Regions from separate parts of the Zea mays genome. Here region 2 is linked to region 1. The links are chromatin contacts, called in public Hi-C maps. All regions are on one chromosome and are shown on one strand. The core of a region is the stretch at or near the end of the contact, and the rest is flanking DNA. Distances in the headings are between cores, read along the strand shown. Region 1 holds the start of LOC100501704. Region 2 overlaps LOC111589913 (a long non-coding RNA gene).

Evidence for each region. Hi-C and Micro-C count contacts between places; a contact is called where the count stands out from the background.
Region 2: a Hi-C map of ear shows a contact between it and region 1, with 1.5 times the contacts expected there. The contact joins the enhancer-like site here to the promoter of LOC100501704 in region 1. A contact is called at or near these places in 2 of 25 Hi-C or Micro-C datasets (ear and endosperm).

The regions. Positions count from the first base shown.
Region 1 is chr8:61,927,469-61,930,691 of Zm-B73-REFERENCE-NAM-5.0, forward strand. LOC100501704 reads right to left here and starts at 1,706. Exons shown (of 1, transcript NM_001196378.1): 1 at 6-1,706. The coding sequence starts at 1,302. The coding sequence ends at 766.
Region 2 is chr8:62,082,612-62,085,834 of Zm-B73-REFERENCE-NAM-5.0, forward strand. LOC111589913 (a long non-coding RNA gene) reads right to left here. Exons shown (of 3, transcript XR_002748994.2): 3 at 2,025-2,432. Among protein-coding and RNA genes, the nearest start is that of LOC111589913, 3.8 kb to the right of the region's middle. Within about 2 kb of position 1,565, at least 14 of the 20 cell types and tissues checked have an H3K27ac peak or open chromatin away from gene starts, as enhancers often do. A contact at or near this core is called in ear, where this site is marked.

The DNA.
Region 1 (3,223 bases), core at 456-2,955:
GTTTTCAAAAATACTAAAAACTTGGTATCATTAATTGACATCATATTACCAAATCACACAAAATTTCAAGACCAGCTTCATCCATTTTATGAGATAAAAAAGGACAAAATGTCAGACATACAAATTTCTTGTCCTTTTGCCCTTCTAATCCCTAGATTTTGTATCTCTCAACCGATGTGGAGTTTGGACTTGAAATTTTGCATGGTATCATATAATAACCTCATCGGAAGATGGCAAGTATTTCAATAATATTGGGAACTTCTAGATATGTGTTTGGATGGATTTTTCAAGTTACCAGCCAGCCAATTGTGGTTTACACTATCTTGAAGTATCAACAAGTTGACTCTCAAATTATCAAGTCATTGTATTGAAGTAGCAATCTGATGACACTGAAACTGTATCTGAGCACAAATTATGTATTCGTGTGTGAATTGATCATCTTGCACTTAAATTGCCAATAATCAAAATACAGTGCAAGTAGCAACCCTTCATAACAGAAACATAATAACAAAGAAAGTTGTTCTAATTGGGACGATTGAATAGCTCAAGGTGAATGCAGCAAGTATGTCCTAATTGGGGCAGTTGAATAGATGGAGGTGAATTGCATATGACAAAAGTGCATACAGATCGCCATAATTATAGATTCCATAAAAGAAGACATGGTAGCCATTTGTTTAACCATGAAAGCAAGCAAACTCTTGAGAAATAATAACTACAAGGCTAACAAAATGATGAGAGTGTGCACATACTACTTTCTGGTAGAGATTAGAATGGTCGGTCTGATTTTCTCTTGCCAAAGATCACCTCCCACACTACTGGTGAGAATGGGCCTTTCTTGTCCAGGTGATCCCTGATTGATTTCTCATCAATAGCGAAGTTTCTGTCCTGGAAGCTCCTCACAAGATTCTCGCCTTCATCCACACCTTTTGTCTTGCACACTGCATCAAGCAAGCCTACAAACGTCTCCGCATTCGGTGCAAGCCCAGCCTCAAACATCTCCACACAGAACCCGACAGCATCATCCAGCCTGCCCCCCTTGTACAGCCCCTGTATCAGGAGCCAATAGCTGAATGCATTGGGGATGACTCCATTCCCTTGCATCTTCCTGAAAATTCTCACGGCGTCGTCTAGCTTAGCCACCTTGCAGAATGCCTCGACGACAGCTGTGTAGATAACCACCTCCGGGATGGCTCCCTTCTCTCGCATTAGACCAAACAGCTTCATGGCGTCCTGCACCAGGCCGTTCTTGCACAGCCCGTCGAGCATGGCCACGGCGTTTGGGATCAACCCGGTTTCCTTCATCTTTCGGAAGATCTCGTCCACGTCCACCGGCTGCGCGGGCGCAGGCTCGTCCTCAGACTGCCGTGGCTCATCGCCGCCTCCTATAGCAGCGGCGGCGGAGGGACCATCGCCCAGCTTAAGCTTCTCCAGCAGCGTCTCCCCGACGACCTTCTGCGCGCTTCGCTCGGGCTGCTGCTGCTGCTTCCCGGCTGAGGCGTCGGATAATCCTCTGCCATGCCTCGGCGGCGGGGGAAGAGGGTTGTTCTCGGGGTCAGCGCCGAAGTTGAGGGTGCGGAGGAACGCTTCGTCCTCCTCCTCTTGCCTTGCCTCGCGGATCACCCGCCGGCGCCGGTCGCCGGTGGAGTAGGTGCGCAGTAGACCCTCGGCGCCACCTAGAAGGAGAAGGCGGCGCAGGGCGCCTGATCTCACCGGAATCTGCAGGCTCATCTCTCACTTCCTGGGCTCTCAATAATTTGGGTCGTGACGGCGGAGCACGCGAAAGGTAGAATAGACAAGCACCGGTGGGTTTTATGCTCCGTGCCTGACCAGTGGGTCCACTTGCCCGCGAATAAGGCGTTAGGTTTTGGGTTCGGAATCGAGGGGCTGCGGTGGGGCGTGAGGCTGTCTCCAGCAATGTCACTAGATTTCATCAAAAGAATATTTTTTGTCTTTTATAGTACACCTTAAAAGATTTCATCTTTTATATCTTCTATATTTTCAGCAACGTTCTCTAAATTTTGTCCTCTATATCTCATCCTCTATATTCTTTGCAACCATATTAACAGAAATTATTTTCATCATTTTTTATCGAATTAAATAAATTGATCGTTAGCATTTTACGAATTATTGCATATGTTCAACTATTTCAATAATATGGCAAAAAAAAGTACAGCCGCGATGCTCACCACTGGCTTCGGCTTCAAAGGGGCGAAGGCCGCCACAGTCTGGCATCAGCCATGGACGGCTGCAAAAGTTTTTGCTCAAGCGCGGGAATGGGCGGAAGAGAGTGACGCGTGTGATGAACAGTGTATAGCGCACGATCGTCTATCCGCCAGATGTAGCGGTTGACGAAGGCTCGCTATATTTTAGCGGGTGGTGTAGCGGTCGTTGTTGGACGCGTGTCGAACGTCTCCATCCGCTATATTTATGAGAAAGGAGGCTTTGCATATCCTTGTTAGAGACAGCCTGAGTAGGAGATATATGCTTTTAAGGCCGGGCGGAATACTCATATCTGGACCAAATACTCGTATCTTGCTTGGTTCATGATCAGTTTGATTCAGGTCGAATCGATTTATTTGAATTTTTTTACAAGTTAAGTTAATATCATAGTTTGGTTCGTTAACGAGACAGCTCAGTTTGTTAACGAGCTCGGTCGTAAGCTAAACAAGCTAACACATTTCAGCAAAACGAAACTATATGCATATCATTTACGTAATAATTAAGGAACATGTATATATATGTGTGGTGTATATGACTTATGAGTTAAACTAATGATTGATGAACTATGTCTATATGTTAAATTGGTCTATGAGAATATAACCGCGCGTTAAACTGATGAACATGTGTGTGAATTGTGAATTGATGAGTGATGACTTGTGTTAAATTGGTGTTACATTGATGTGGTTTCTGAAACTATAGGTACAATTACTATTTTCTATTATTAAATTAATTTAAAATTAACTACAAATTGATTATTATATACATATTGTTTTTTTGTTTTGGCTCACGAGCTAAACAAGCCAGCTCGAACTCGTAAACGAGATAGGCTGAGCTGACTCTAAGGATACCTCCAGCAATGTTCTCTAAATTCAATCCCCTAAAAAATATTTCATGTCCTTTACAGAACACTCTAAAAGATCTCATCATTTATATCTTCTCTATCTTTAGCAACATTCTCTATATACGTAGTGTTAACAGAATTTATATACTATATTTAACTTTT
Region 2 (3,223 bases), core at 315-2,814, 160 kb after region 1:
GGTGGGTCTATCAATCGGTCGGTCTAGTCCGTACTGACCGTGTTGAAGCTAGAACAGTTGGTATGGATCGATCGACAATTGCCATTGTGTTAGATGGTTCAGTTGGTACCAAGCCGAACCGGTCGGTAACTCTTTAGTAATGTGGCATATTCTAGTTGGTCCATGTGTTCCCACGTCGGCTAGCTGTTTTCAACCATTTGAAGTCTAAAAGTAAAAAATCATAATTTTTTTGAAATATGTTCTATAATTAAGATTTTATTTACGTATTATTTATTTTACTTTTATGTTTGAGTTATGTAACTTTTAATTATTTTTATAAATAATGTAATTTTATTCGCTTAAAATGTACTTAAATGATTTCTTATTTTAGTAAAACATTATACTTTATCAAAACTAAAAATCTACAAATAAAGTTATATATGGAAGCATGTAGTAAATAAAGACCGATGACTGTCAATAGTAATATCGATAATAAGTTAGACCATCTCCACTAGTTACTAAAAAAACCTCTCCAAAATTATTTTAGGGTGTGAGTAACAAAAATCATGTTCCTATAATTCTTTAAATCGGGTCCCCCAAATATACCAATTTCTTAAATATCTCTATTTAGTCCCTAAGCTTGATAAGTTGTTTTGCACTCTCAATAGCCTATTTGACTTATCAATCATACTGTGAAATCATTTCTCTGCTATGGAGCTCGCCCACGGGTACAAATATGCATTTTAAATCGTTTAAGCCACGAAAATGATGAATTTACCATCCAATTAATATAATTTTAAAATATTTAACACTCTAAGAATTGATAACTTTTGAAGGCTAGGTTGTTTTTATTCTAAATATGTATTTAGCAACTTACTAAATCTAAGTGCCTATTTGGAAGCGCATATTTTTTTAAGAAATTGGTTTATGAAACTAGAGTGTTTTCAAATATACCAGTTTACGTCCCACTTTACAGTTTCTTAAAAACCAAGAAGATACTCTCAATTAGCTAAAACCAACTTTTTTTGTTTAGTTACATCATGTCCTTGTTGGTTTCATGAAATTTGTATGTATTGCCACTGTTTTTTAAAATAGAGAAAGGGTATGCTAGTAATTGTGTAACAAAAAACTAGAAACTGAGTTCCAAACATCCTCACCCAACTTTTTTTTATAAACTAGTTTCTAGGAACTGGGAATAAAAACTGATGTGCTTTCAAACAGTCCATAAGTTTAGAGAGATTATAGGAAACTAATGAATATGTGGTTCTTTCTAAATTTCGCCCCCTATATTCTACTTTTGTGCTAGGTCGCTAAGATTCCGCCCATAATTTTTCATCTCTCGCACCGATTTCCTCTAAATATCCCTATACCCCACTACAACAATAAAATATTATTTTCTATCTCTACTTTTCCTTCACTACCAATTTTTCATCTACTAAAATTTACTTACAGGCACAAAACGCGAGCTGTGAACAGTGCTAGAGGGAAATAGCAAGAACGAAGGGAGGGAGAATACGTCTGCCGTGTAGGGGACCGCGTGGGGAAAGCCGTTGCGGCTGGTAGCGAGCACCTGCACCCCCTATGCTAGCGAGGGGAGGGGGAACGACTGCGGACAGCATCAAACTATGTGCAGCAACGTTTGCCAGCTGCTACCTCCTCTGCTACCGTTGACATTTAGTGTCACCCTACTGCACAACGCATGCCAATGCCTGCTCCCCTACCGGCTACTGTAGTAGAGCGGGCAACAATTTTATGCTAGATATGGCGCGGTGGCAGCCGGCCTCCTGCCCTCAAAGCTCACACATGGCATTATTTTTTATAGATGAAAAATAGTAATTGATGATAAATAGATATGAAGAACAATATTTTTTGGTTGTAATGGGATATAGAAAAAGAATTTAGAAAAATCCGCTAGGAGAGATGAAAAATTAGAGGATAGAATGTTGACGATATGTCATAAAACTAGGATATGAGCAGAAATTTATAGAACTAGTGCGTTACGCGCGCGCCTGCGCGTAATTGTTTTTTTTATACCAACAACGCAGTAGCAGTAGTAATACAAATTTAGATTAAAATAAGTAGCAAGTTACATTGAACTAGCATAATTTAGTGTCCAGTAATAGTGTATCTGCAGAGTTTACATATGCAAGTATAGTTGTACAAAGGTTCCAACAGGGGAGTCATATGTACATAAAAGTCTACTAAGCAGAAGTGACATAGTTTTCATTGCATACACACATAGTTGTAGAAAGGCTTCAACATCAGGTTAATATATACATAAAAGTCTTGTGACCAAAAGTGATGGAGCCTTTTCTATGTGTGCAAGGTGCAAATGAGTCTATTGATCAAAAGTGGCCTAGCTTTTCTTGCATAGACACCGTTTTAGGAAGGTTTAAACACCAGACTAATATGTACATAAAAGTCTCAGGACCAAAAGTGATAGAACCTCATACCTGTATATAAATGAGAGTAGTATGTTAGTATAGACAATACTAAAGATTTTAATGCAATATCAGGATTATATAAGAAAGAACATTATTTGAAATGATAGAAACAGTAACATACTATATGTCTATTTTCTCTTTCCCTTTGATTACGACAAGCAGGTACTAAGTCAGTTAAAGTGTTTGTCGAATAAGGTATATGAGTAGGCTAATAATCTAACACATTGTTATAATTTCATAACACAAGAACTAAAGAAGTGTCGTTTTTGCAGCGTCCACCATACTTTTAGCTGGGTAAAAAGTATGGTAGACTTTGTACATGAAGTAGTGATAATCACCATATTTTAAAAAGCGACTAAAATGTTTGCTTGGAACACCAGTGTAGACTGAAGCTTAACATGCAACGATTCACTTTATTTGAAAAAAAAAGGTTCCAACCAGATCTAACCTAGTAGAAACTGTTGTGTTAGATAATTAAGGTATTGTTTGGAAGCAACCTAGTTTTAAAGAAATCAGTTTTTATTTTATTAGGTAGGAGAGCCTAGCTTCTTGGTTTAAGAAACTCTGAATTCAATTTGGATAAACTGGTATGTTTGGAACTGCATCAGTCTTTATAAACCATTTTTTTCAAACTAGGTGGTTCCAAACAAATCCCAAATTCTGTTGTTTGATTAGTTGAGCCGATGTGCAGAATGTTTATTAAGACTAGGATTGCGTGACAGTACAGCTAGTGTATTTTGGAGCCTTGATCATGACCAACTATCCAATGCAGCATTTTATACAGGAAAAGTGAACTGCTA